Linked DNA regions of Capsicum annuum: region 2 is linked to region 1. A link is a contact called in public Hi-C data. All regions are on one chromosome and are shown on one strand. Each heading gives the region's core, a stretch centred on a gene start, on an enhancer-like site or on the middle of the called end of the contact. The rest is flanking DNA. Distances are from core to core; before and after follow the strand shown.

The links. Hi-C and Micro-C count contacts between places; a contact is called where the count stands out from the background.
Region 2: a contact with region 1 is called in a Hi-C map of placenta, with 4 times the contacts expected there. The contact joins the enhancer-like site here to the promoter of LOC107874983 in region 1. A contact is called at or near these places in 2 of 5 Hi-C or Micro-C datasets (leaf and placenta).

What each region holds. Positions count from the first base shown.
Region 1 is chr6:139,655,872-139,662,194 of UCD10Xv1.1, forward strand. LOC107874983 (RING-H2 finger protein ATL16) reads right to left here and starts at 1,674. Exons shown (of 1, transcript XM_016721664.2): 1 at 1-1,674. The coding sequence starts at 1,107. The coding sequence ends at 106.
Region 2 is chr6:140,032,710-140,039,788 of UCD10Xv1.1, forward strand. It overlaps LOC107873196 (serine/threonine-protein phosphatase PP1 isozyme 2), which reads left to right. Exons shown (of 4, transcript XM_016719944.2): 2 at 1-276; 3 at 367-585; 4 at 1,597-1,962. The coding sequence ends at 1,620. Among protein-coding and RNA genes, the nearest start is that of LOC107873196, 12 kb to the left of the region's middle. Within about 2 kb of position 5,327, at least 3 of the 5 cell types and tissues checked have an H3K27ac peak or open chromatin away from gene starts, as enhancers often do.

The DNA of each region.
Region 1 (6,323 bases), core at 424-2,923:
ATAGCCTCTAAAGTATAAGGTAGGATCACGTAAAAAGACAAAATGTGGTTTAACCCTTCCCTGCACTCGCGTACAGTGGAATTTAGTGTATCGAGTTGCCCTTTTCTATGCCCAATGAACTGGTTGAACTGCATTTCTTGAACTCCTTGCATGCCCAAAGGAGAAAAATGATCTTTTAATGACTCTGGCACTGCTACATTCACCAAGACTATGATCAGGAACTCTCTGCTGCTGTACAATCTCTTGAACAGTCAAATAAAGCTGTCTATCAGCAGCTGAATCCATAGAGAATGATCTCCTAATGGACTGTACTGCAAAATGTTCATCTTTTTTCCTTTTGTCAATGCACTCATCTCCCATGCTTGAAATCAAATTTCTTGAAATATTTAAACTATTTTTTCTTGAAGAAGGGCTAATGGAGAAATGCCCTGATAATGTTGGACTATTTTCTGCTATTTCTATGACAACATAATCTTCATCTCTGCCTGTGAAATTGTCATTTGGAAAATCTCGAGAGGTGGAGCTAATTGAGAGTTTATTTGATGAGATGTTGGTTCTACAAAGTGGACAATTTGCATTTTTTTGAAGCCAAACATCAATACAATCAATGTGGAAAATATGAGCACAACTTGGAATTATTCTTAGCTTCTCATTATCTTGAAAATCATTCAAACAAACAGCACATTCACATGAACTTCTTGTTTTCTCACCAAAGACTGCATCTTTTCCTTCCCTTTTCTTGTACTGGAAAATGGGGATTGATCGAATAACCGATTCATCTAGTCCCCGATTTTCCTCTGCAGGGGAGTAAGCCGTTAAGGGATCTTCAACACCCTGCCTTCTAGAGAAAGAAAACCGCCTCAAAAGATCAATTCTGTGCCAATTCAAACAACATTTGATTACAAAAATGTAATAACTAACTAGCAATAAACCAGTAGCCAATATACCGATGATGGCGATAACTATAATTGGGAAGCCAGCATGGGAAGAAGAACTTGGAGGACTTCTCATAGGAGAAATGGATTCCATTTGATAAATTGTGTAAGATAAAAAGAAGGTGAACAAATGGTTAGGCTTGGATCTTGAATATGCACATAAGCATGTCATGGGAGCTGAAAAAAAGTCATGATAAAGAACTGGTAGGTGAGAAAAAGAGTTGAAGGATCAGTGGCGTATGCAGAACGCTTTGCCCTCAATGTAAGACAAATCTTGATTTAGTCGAACTCCAATAGAGATATCAAATCTAAGTAAAAAGTTAAAAAAAAGTGTTGAAGGATCAGGTTAGTAGAAAAGGTCAAATTTTGATGACAGAAGCAGTACTGTCAAAGGAGACATCAAATGAGATGAATCAACGAACATATGTAAAGAGTTGAGGGAAGTCTGAACGCAGAGGACATATAGTTGGTGAACTCTGTCTCACCATCCAATAAGAGAAAAAAAAGTGGTCTCATTTGTAATCTAACAGATATTGTAATTTAGATCTCAACAAGTTAGGGACTATTTCTTTTTTTCAGATTACTAGCTCATATATAATAAGGACATGAGTTACTAATTAATTGATTTGTTAGTTGATCTATATTACTATAAAAACTGTACATCATTAAGGACAAATACCACAAGTTGGCACTTGGCACTAATTTTCATTTGATACACACTTAAACCGTCGTCAAAATGTACCTATAAAATACCAATTTCCATCTACCCATTTTCTTAGGTCTAACTCTTTAGATTCTACTTACATAAACTGAGAAACTTGTAATTTATTATTTGGATTATCATAAGGTTAATACCTCGAGAGTCCTCTGAAAATGATGCTTTTATTTGGTGTATATTTAAATTATTTTGTCCTAATTACCCCTTTATACTAGAATATTTAGTAGTAGCATTCATTGCCTTGAACACTGACATGACAAATATGATTACATAACACAACGTAATAATATAAAAACACTTTACACCGTCTTTATTATAAACTCTTTCAATAGAGTTGACCCTATTCAGATTTTTGGGAAGTTATCTTTTCAAGTTCTCAACTGTAATTTTTACCCCATTATAAGGATTCAGCCTTTCAAAAGTGATTACTCTTGGAAAGAAAACACTTACGTTAATCCGTCCCTAATCATCAAGAAGAAATCAAAAAAATTTCCTATTGCACATGCAACCCACAAATGAAAAAGTAACCTACTACCCATGCCCAAACATGGTATATCTGAACATATAATTTACATGATCCATCACACATAATGGGTTCTTGGCCACCCACCGCCAAATTTGAAATCTTGAAGTAGTCAAAAAAGTAGCACACGTTTCAGGATTGACAAAAATTCAGTTGGGACCCAATACAGAATTCCTTTGTCAAGAAAAAGCAGAAATCAAACATGTTAAGTCAAATCTGTAATAAGAAAAACTGAATCCTGGAATATGTGCGACACACTTTTACCATTAGACTTCAAATTTGAATGTGCAGTGTTGACTAAAAGAAAATGTTTGTCACACCGTCAAAGTTTGAGCTCTGGCATAGAAATATACGTTTATATATTGTTGACTAAAAGAAAATGTTTGTCACACCGTCAAAGTTTGAGCTCTGGCATAGAAATATACGTTTATATATATATATATATACACTTGTTTCTTCTTCATAGACTATAACACTATACGTATGGCCATAGTAATCATGATTTGAACAATATAAAGCCAAAAGTATGATCATTCTCTATATTAATTATTTAGTTGGCCTTCTTTTTCTTTGAAGAATAAGACAGAAGCAGGTCATTTGTGTAAGCCCCGTGAACTTTCCTAATTAATTCGGGCTAAATTTTAATTTACGAAAAATAATTAAAATAAGCTTGAGGTTTATGAGATCCACACGGGGGCTTAGAAATGGTTGGACCATGGTAGCGAAGAATAATTTGAAGTTATTTGATAAGAGGGATAAGGAATAATTAATTTTAAGATTAATTTTAGAATGAACTTATTTCATGTTTGATTGATATAAAATGCACGAAATAATTCACTTCAAATTAGTTATCCCAAGATCATAGTGTACCATTGGTTTAGGCACTATGATATAATATCTTGATAAGGTATAGAACGGAGGGATGGACATTGGATTCTTTTAAAATGTTCATCGATTTTGATTAGTGCATTCCAAATGCCGAACTACAATTAATTTGGCTCAATTTGATTTTTGTAATTTGGTTCATGAGGTTGTTTCAATTATGTATGTTGGGTGCAAGGTGTATATGTGAATGAAAAATGGAGGAAAAATGGTGGAGAGAAGAGATATATCAATTGAGAAAGTGTACTCTCAAATTGGTAAGTCCTCTTTTTAAAGGGAAGGTCACTATTAATTCTTCCACATTGGTGGGAGAGAAGAACTTGTAAGTGTTTATAATGAGAAACATTAACTCCACATGGATAGTGAGGCAAGAACAAGGTGGTGCCTCGTGCCGTTGTCTTTATCGCTCGGCCTTGGATTTGAAAAATAATCAATCGATGAGATCTAATTTTTTAGACAAAATTTGTTTGAAACTTGTTAAAAAATCTGATACATAGTGTAGGTACGCGACCTATGGGCGCGAAGTTACTGGAATATGCCAAACGTCACCTGCGACCGCAGAACAGGTGCATGTCCAGCATAGACTGGGCGCAGGAACGTGATTGCTGCTGAAAAGGTGCCTTTCTGCTGAACTAATACATCCTTTTTAAAAGGATACATCAAAGCCTATAAATACATGATATAATCCTCAGGTATCAGTATGATTTTTGATAGCAAAAACACTCTTCTTCTATACAAAAACTCTATGTGATCATTAAGCTGTTGAGTGAGTTAGAAGAATCTAACAATTTGAGGTACCGCTATTGTTCGGATTGAAGGCCATTTTATCCTGGGAGGAAGATTCCATAACCTTGGGTACAATGAGCGGAATTATTCCTTAAGGACACTCCATGAAGTCGGGGGACTTGGCCTTAAAATTCTATTTCATCTCATTTCTGAGTTAACGTACTTCTTGGATAGATTATTTATAATCTTGTGTTGAAAGTGTTAAGGAACTTCATAAGTGTTCTAGTCTTAGGATTAAACTTGTGTTGAAGTTATTGTTGCATGTATATACAGATTCTTGTACCCGAAATGTTGTAAATAACAATCTTAAGGAATAATTCCCCTTTCAGAATCTGTATATCTTATTTTTGGAGATTAAAACTTTAATATTTCTACTCCGTTTGAACGTAACTAGTGATTTGAAGACATAAAATCTTCATCACAAGTTAAAGATCACTCGGTTGATGATTGGAAGTTATAAAAACTTTATCGTTAAACTAGAAACAAGAAGTGTTTAAAGTTACTGCAACTTTGTAATAAGTATTTTGATATACTAAAGGTACTGTCTTGTTGTGACAGAAAAATGACTAACGATAGTCAAATGCAAGACACTGCAACGACTGTGGGGGCAACTAGTATTGCCATAATAAATTGCATGAATGCTCCGCCGGCGATGGCACCAACGGAGAAACCCAGAAAGTTCATGGGTATTGACTTTAAGAGATGGCAATAGAAAATGTTCTTCTACCTCACCACTCTCTGTCTTCAAAGGTTCATGGTTGAGGAAACTCCGGAGGTGCCCAAGGGAACCTCAGAAAAAGATTGCTTCGTGATTGTGGAGGCTTGGAAATACTCAGATTTCCTTTGCAGGAATTACATCTTGAGTGGTCTGCAAGATAACCTTTACAATGTGTACAGTGGAACAAAGACATCGAAAGAGTTATGGGGAGTGCTAGAACGGAAGTACAAGATGGAGGATGCAGGAACTAAAAAGTTCTTTGTTGCAAGATTCCTAAAGGATAGAATGGTAGACAACAAGTCTATTGTTTTCCAAGTAGAGGAACTTCAAGGGATCATCCATGATCTCTTAGCAGAAGGCTAGATTATGAATGAAGCATTTCAAGTAGCAGCAATAATAGAGAAGCCACCACTAATGTGGAAAGACTTCAAGAACAATTTGAAACACAAACGCAAGGAGATGTCAGTCAAAGATCTGATTGTACTACTACGCATTGAAGAAGATAGTAAGGCTATAGAAAGAAGGTCAAGAGGCAATTTTGCAATGAATGGAAAAAACATTGTAAAAGATGACCAAAACAACTCCAAAAAGTGAAAGAAAGATGGAAATGAAAGCAATTAACCTAAGAATAAATTCAAGGGGAAGTGCTTCAACTGTGGAAAGATTCACCACAAGTCTATAAATTATCGTGCCCCAAAGAAAGAGAAGAAGAAGGACCAAGCAAATTTGGCTGAGTCTAAGAAAGAAATGGATGATCTGTGTGCTATGCTTTTCGAATGCAACATGGTGGGAAATCCTCACAAATTATGGATGGATTCTGGTGCCACCCGCCATTTTTGTGCCAACAAGGAGTTGTTTTTGATGTTCGCTCTGGATCAAGTAGAAGAAAAGATCTATGTGGAAAACTCTGCTACTGTAAAATTAGAAGGAACAGAAAAAGTGTGCTTGAAGATGACTTCCGACAAAGTGTTGACACTTAACAATGTCTTGTATGTTCCGGAGTTATGAAAGAACTTGATTTCAGTTTCACTTCTAGACAAAAATGGATTCAAATGTGTATTTTTTTCAGAAAAATTATACTTAGTAAAGGAGAAGTGTATGTAGGAAAAGGCTACCTCAATGAGGGCCTATTCAAAATGAATGTAATGAATGTAATGAATGTTGAAATTAATAAAAGGTTCAATTTCTTCTTACTTGCTTAAGTTTTATGATTTGTGGTATGAACTTTTAGGCCATGTTAATTATAAAACATTACGAAAACTGATTAACTTAGACGTTTTGCCAAACTTTGAGTGCAATAAATTAAAGTGTCAAACGTGTGTGGAATCAAAGTATGCAAAGCATCCTTATAAGTCTGTTGAAAGGAATTTCAATCCCTTAGACTTAATACACACAGACATTTGTGATATGAAGTCAACACCATCACGTGGTGGGAAAAAGTGTTTCATAACTTTTATCGACGATTGCATAAGATATTGTTATGTTTATTTGCTAAATAGTAAGGATAAAGCAATATATGCATTTAGGCAATACAAAACTGAAGTTGAAAATTAGTTAGAGAAAAAGATAAAAACGATAAGAAGTGGTAAGGGTGGAGAATATGAATCTCCCTTCACCGGAATGTATGTAGAGAATGGAATTATCCATCAAACTATGGCCCCATATTCACCTCAATCTAATGGAATTGTGGAAAGGAAAAACCAAATTTTAAAGAAAATGATAAATGTCTTACTTATAAGTTCAGGTTTACCGCAAAGCTTG
Region 2 (7,079 bases), core at 4,077-6,576, 380 kb after region 1:
TGCCTCCCCGTGGCAGCGCTGATTGATGAAAAGATATTGTGCATGCACGGTGGACTCTCTCCTGATCTTCAACATTTGGATCAGATAAGGAACCTGCAACGACCAACTGATGTTCCGGAAAGTGGGTTGCTCTGTGATCTTCTCTGGTCAGATCCTAGTAAAGATGTTAAAGGGTGGGGAATGAATGACCGAGGAGTTTCGTACACCTTTGGCCCTGATAAGGTCACAGAGTTTCTTCAGAAACAAGATCTTGATCTTATTTGTCGTGCCCATCAGGTTTGAACTGGATATTACTTGTAATTATTTTTTTGGGGGGGAGGGGGAATTTCTTTTATTTAATTTTACTGGCTATGTGTGTATCTGCAGGTCGTGGAAGATGGATATGAATTTTTTGCTGATAGACAACTTGTGACAATCTTTTCGGCCCCTAATTACTGTGGAGAGTTTGACAATGCTGGTGCTATGATGAGTGTGGATGAGACTCTTATGTGTTCTTTTCAGATATTAAAGCCTGCAGAGAAGAAGCCAAAGTTTGGATTTGGGAGTACTACTACGGCTAAAACTGCGACTCCAGCAAAACCGAAGGTAAACATATATGCCAGAGGCCAATTTTACTTCTCGATCCAAGTGGTATGCATGTTTTATTTAACAATTACTTAAACAACCTGCCATCTATTCCAAGTGCGGAGGTAAAAGAGAGAGCATTTTGGTACTAGATAACCTAAGCTTGAGCCCCTTTTCTCTCAGTTCCTTCTGTAGTGCTTCCTTCAGGAGAAATAAAAATAGTGGTCAGAATCTCATAAGACAAAACTATCCTTCCGTTGTCTATCATTAGGAAGAAAAATAAATATAAATACTGATTAAATCTCATTAGGCAAAACTATCAATATCCATTTGAACTAATTCCAATAACTTTTTAGTTTCTTCATTTGGTGAAATTTTGAAGGGGAACTTATAGCCTGCTTCTGCCCATTTCGATTATCTGATACAAGAACCATCAAAATGTAAAAGGTGTAGTGTTATTGTTCATAAAAAATCAAATTATGATCAGTATTCAAGAGAATGCCTGCAGTTGGATGCAGGAACTGTCTTAATTCATTGACACATAAACCTAATTAGAATCCCTTGAAGTTCTTTCTGCCAGAAACTTCCTCTATCTTCTGTTTCCCTGCTTCCTTATTGTTGGGTATGACTTGCATTCTTATTCACATTTAGTCAATACTGTAGCATCAAAGCTCATGGTATAGGTTATTTTTGGACTATAATCAGTGTATTCACTTTTTCTTGTTCTCATTGCATGTCTCATGATCTTAGATGTGTAACTCTGTCAAGGATCGGAACTGGTTACCTACTCTTAATGGGTAATCAATTATATAGATGTTTCTTCTAGTAGTAGTGCAGTTACTAGTAGTTGAGTCAGTCTGATTGTTATTGTTCTCTTCTAGATAAATCGTTGTGAATCTTGGTTATGTTTTGCTTCTTTTTTTTTAACAGTACTAATGGATTTTTGTTCACACTCATGATGGTCGCTTAATGTATCTGATGTGTTGTCCCTCTTCGTTCCACTTTAACACTGATATCTAAATTCCATTACAGTCATTTCTTGGTAAAATTGGATGAGATGAACCAACCCAGTATCGATATCAACTACCTCCCTTACCCTCAAGTATATGCAGACGGAGGCTCGGGTTTGGGAGCACTCCAGAAGAGAAGAAGATACCTTCCTGAGATTCGAATCAGGAAATCTCTAATAATTTTGATTTGTCATGTATAATATAAAACCCATCCAGTGATGCAAAGCTCTACGATTCACCTGCAAATAGATTTTCCAACTCTTTTGGTCTTTTATTCACAACTTTTTTGGTGTAGTCAGATACAGGGGACAAATGTTGCCCTTTTGTGTTAAAAAGTCCTGAATATCTGTTTTCCTTTGCTGCTGATGTGTCTCTTTTAGTTGTTCAATCTTCTGTATAGTTAAGCTGCTCCTTGGATTTAACTTTTTTTTCTCGAACAGTTGTTTGGTTTGGATCGATTAGTGGTTAAAACCATAACCAAAATCAATTTAGTTGGTTTTTGAATTTCTAAAATCAAATCAAACCTTAAAAAGAAAATAACCGTCGGTTTGGTTCTTGTTGGTTTGATTTGGTTTTTCGATTTTTTCGATTATTGACTAGCCTACTTCAACCATCTCTAGAATAAACTCCTTTTTTTACTTCATAGAAAAGAGTATCAAATTGAACAATTTCTCATGAAATATTTGTACAGTGATGGACAAATGACACTATAAACTCTTAAAAATCATAACAAACACATTAAACAAAACCAACAAACATTGAGATGAAAAGCATTAGCTTTGTATTGTAGGCACTAAGATTATCTAACAACATACAAACACATACATGTACATTGTAAAATAGAGCTTTGTATTCTGTTGCAATGTATTGCACGAAGAGACTGAGTTGGACAAATTTGAATTATCTGTTTACTTTATAGACTAGCGAGGTGAGCTAATCGTATAGGGAAAAGATTGAATAAACAAGGAGACATAAAACTGTCATTTGAACCAGGGACCATGGTAACTCGTTGAAAGATTCTTTGTTTATGTGACCGAAGATGAAGCAGCGTATGGATTACAGTTTCAGTCATCATTCATGTCATCTCTCTTGGGTTATTCACAAACCATACATCGATAAAAATTCAGTAACATTTAATAAACCCCCTTTGCACCATTGCTTGGCTAAAGTTTCATTCCATGAAACTTGGGGATTTTACTATAGAATAGAATTAGATTTAATCACTAAAAACATTCCACAAAAAATGAAGAGAAGAATACACTACGAAAGTGAATGTAAACAAAATATAGGGGGTTAAGAAACTAAACAAGAAAATATTATAATATCTGAGCTAGCCGAGACTCTAGAAAACATGGCACAAGTATAATCAGCAGGAAGAAAGTGAAACACTTGCAGTTGCATGGACCATCAACGCAAAACAAACGAGAGGGAAAATTCCTTCACTTAGTAACTCTTAGCCTAGGACTATAAGAGCCCCTCTCCCAAATTTAGTTCACTTGTGCATAATCCACTGCTCTCAAACAACTAACAAAAGAACGATAATGATTTATACAGTTGCTCATAATTAAAGGTATAAATGACAGGAAACAGAAGAAAAATCATTTAAAAAAACTAATTGCATGTCATGCACTCTTCTAAATTTTTGTATAAAATTAAAATTAGCTAAGGTAGCTAGAATAAAAAGCTAAAAATTACCTTCCCAAGCTTTAATAATCTTGTATTTAAAGTTTTCACTCCCCAAGCTTTAATCTTTATTATTGCTTTTCCTTGTGAGATGAAAAACTGAAAAGAAATTTTTTTATCGTTTGTGTTCTATGAAGAACAACAGAAGTTAATGCGGTGCTTCCTTTCAATGAAGAACAAAAGAAGCTGCAGTTGATGTACTACGTATTGTGAAAGCTGAAGTCGAAAAAATGAGGTAGAGACCGCAAGGTTAACTTATTAGTAATAGTAGGTAGAGTTGGACTTGGGTTTGGGGCTTTGGGCAATTGGGTTAAAGTATTGATTGGGCTAGACATAAATTAAAATTTAGTTTAAGATTAAATTTAATAAAATATTTATATTTTATTTATAAATTATATGTAAATAATTATAATATATATACATATATATATAAAATTTATCGGATCGATTTGATTATTTTCACGGTTTTTTTTAAGTAAAACCATAACCAAATCAAATAGCGATTTTTTAAAATTTAAAATCAAACCTAACTAAACCAAATCAAACGTCTATTTTTTTTAATCGGTTTGATTCGATTTACGGTTGGATTTGGTTAAACTAACCACAACATTGTTAAGCTAACATTGAACCTGCAGGTATATGAAAAATCATCCATCTTGAATAACTTCGTAGGATTGTTTTTCTTTCTTAGGATATAGGTCTTTTTTTGCTACATGTAGGGGTGTTCATATGTCGGTTCGATTTTGTATGTTGTCAGTTCATTTTATCGATTTCCGGTTTGTAAACCCCCTAAACGAATAAAATATCTGTTATCGATTTTTGGTCTTTAATGGTTGGGTTTTTGGCTTAGTTCATTGGGGATAAAAGGTTAATTTTTGTATAGTCGTATTAAATTGTCGATTAACCCTTAACTTTAAACCTTAGAACCAAGAATTGAAATGATAGCCAACAAAAGAAAAATTACAAAATCGTTTGAAAACTGTTAATCCAATAACTCCATGTCGATAACCAATAACATTTCTTTGTGCAAGTCAAATAACATAAGTTCAGTTTCCAAAGTGTCCAACGGTCTTTAATCATCTTACTTTCCCTTTTTGGCAATCTTAATTATGGCTATTGGCTAATCATGCTGTAACAAGGAAGCCCTTATGCAAATATCCTGTTATTGTTTGAAGGTTAGAGGTAAAAGATGTGTACTCCTGCTGTGCTTTTTTATTTTATATATATGCATTCTTTGCTCTTTTTTTTTAGTCTACTTAGAAAGGATGATACCTTGTATATTTGAAAATTTTTTGGCTTTACAATTTTCATTTTATCTTGAGTAATTTAACTTTCTAGCTATAGAAAAGTGACTTCATGTTCAAAACCCCAAGTGCATATAAAAAGGGCACTTTATACTATTTAATGGTTCAACGAAGCCTAACAGAATAACCCTGATATTTTTCTTTACAAATTTTGTTTAACGTGCAGTATATAAAATAATCATTGTATAATTTGTGTATAATCATGTGCATATTATACATTTGGCGATATATTAGAACGTGGTTTGTTTTTGAAGATGAGTTTTCCATGTGCTAATTTTGCAAGTGACTTTTTTCCGCACACAATGTTAACTTCTTTTCAAGTAAAATACATGCTTAAATATAATTTCAATTTCTAAATATTACTCAGTTAATATCCAAACGCTTACGAAGTATACGCCAAAATGATTACAAACTACGAACAAGCTAAAATTCCGTTCTTTGCTCATTCAAATTTCACTGTAACAAAAACAGTAGTCTGGCACACTAAAAATTGTTCCGCTATGTATAGAGTTTTGAAAAGGATCGAACTATAAAAATTTGTTATACACATTCTTATTTTGTATTTCTGCAAGAGGTTAATTTTACGACTTAAATAGGTGACCTCCAAGCCACACTTCAACAACTTTACCAATCAATTCAAAGATTATCCCCTAACCAAATATCGGTGTATAAAATGTATGGAATATAACAAGAAGACTGTACTGGTCCAGCAATTAATGCTGTTGCACATGTAAATGTTCAAGTTGGTATACATCAGCCAAAGTTTGTGTCAATATCTGCTTTTCCTGTGTCGTTGTCCTTGCTTTTGTACCTCACTTTGTCCTTCTACCTAAATCCTCTCTCTCTCTCTCATTTTTCTCAAATATGAAAATGACCAAACATTTTCCTAAACCATTTGTTTACACCAGAAGGCACTCAAAACAACTTTTTCCAAATATATATATCCAATGAAAACAAAATTTCTGGTGCATGGCGCTTTTAAAACCTCTTCAAATGGGCCCCCTTTTATTTATTTCTTTTCAGAAAATTGCATGTGATAGACTCAAATATGGGTGACTTTAGATATTTGATTTCAATAATAAATATTTTTAAACAATAATTTTCCTTACTTTTTAAGTATAGTACACGTACCATTTTATTCCTCTACACCTCAAATATATTTTTAAAACTTTCCATACTTATTTGTCTCTCAAATTTTATTTTTTATTATTTTTACTTTTTATTTTTTCCTTTAAGTTATTATTCTATTTTTTTTTTTTTTCTTTAATTTTATTTTTTTCACTTTTTATTTTTTTTCTTTAATTTTATTTTTATTTTTAATTCATTTGTCTCAAACTTTATTTTTTTTTTCTTTTTTCTCAAGCATTATTTATTTTCTTTTTTTTTTTAATTCATTTGTCTTTAACCTTTATTTTTCTTTTATTTTTAATTTTTATCAGTTCTCTTTTTTTTCTCATTTTTCTCAAACTTTATTTTTATTTTTTCCGCTTATTTTTTATTTTCTCAAATTTTTTAATTCTTCATTTTTTTCTTAATCTTTATTTTTTTTCTTGCCTTTTTTTCTCACTCTTTTTTTTTATTTCTCTATTTTGTTTGATCGTTTTTTCTTTTTTCAGTTCTCTTTTTTTTCCTCATTTTTTTCAAGCTTTATTTTTATTTTTTCACTCATTTTTATTTTTCTCAATTTTTTTAATTCTTCATTTTTTTCTTGATCTTTATGTTTTTTTCTTTCCTTTTTTTTCACAATCTTTTTTTTATTTCTTTATATTGTTTGATCGCTTTTTTCTATTTTCTCAACTTCTATTATATTTTGCTAATAAAAAAATTGGATAATCCACAAAGGAATTTTCTTTTTTTGACATCAAAGCAAATTTAAGGGCGTGAATTGTTATTACGAAATTCTTGAGATAAGTTGTGTCTCGAAGGCGAGAGTTGTAGAATAACTCATAAATAAAGACATAATATCGTAGTGTCAACTCTTGCCCGTGGGCATAATTTATTATTTGAAAGTCCTTGAGCAAAGTCTTGCCTCTAAGGCAAGAGTTGTAAAACATCCCATAAATGAAGACATAACGTGGTAGCGTCAACTCTTACCCGTGGGGCATAATTTATTATTTGGAAGTCCTTGAACTAAGTCTTGTCTCTAAGGCAAGAGTTGTAAAACATCTCATAAACAAAGACATAACGTGGTAGTGTCAACTCTTGCCCGTGGGACATAATTTGTAGTTTGAAAGTCCTTAAGCTAAGTCTTACCTCTAAGACAATAGTTGTAGAACATCTCATAAATGAAAATATAACGTGGTAGAGTCAACTTTTGCCCGTGGGGTATAATTTGTAGTTTGAAAGTCCTTGAGCTAATTAAGTATTGTCTCTAAGGCAATAGTTGTAGAACATCTCATAAATAAAAACATAACATGGTAAAGTCAACTCTTGTCTGTGGGACATAATTTGTAGTTTGAAAGTCATTGAGTCAAGTCTTGCCTTTAAGACAATAGTTGTAGAACATCTCATAAGTGAA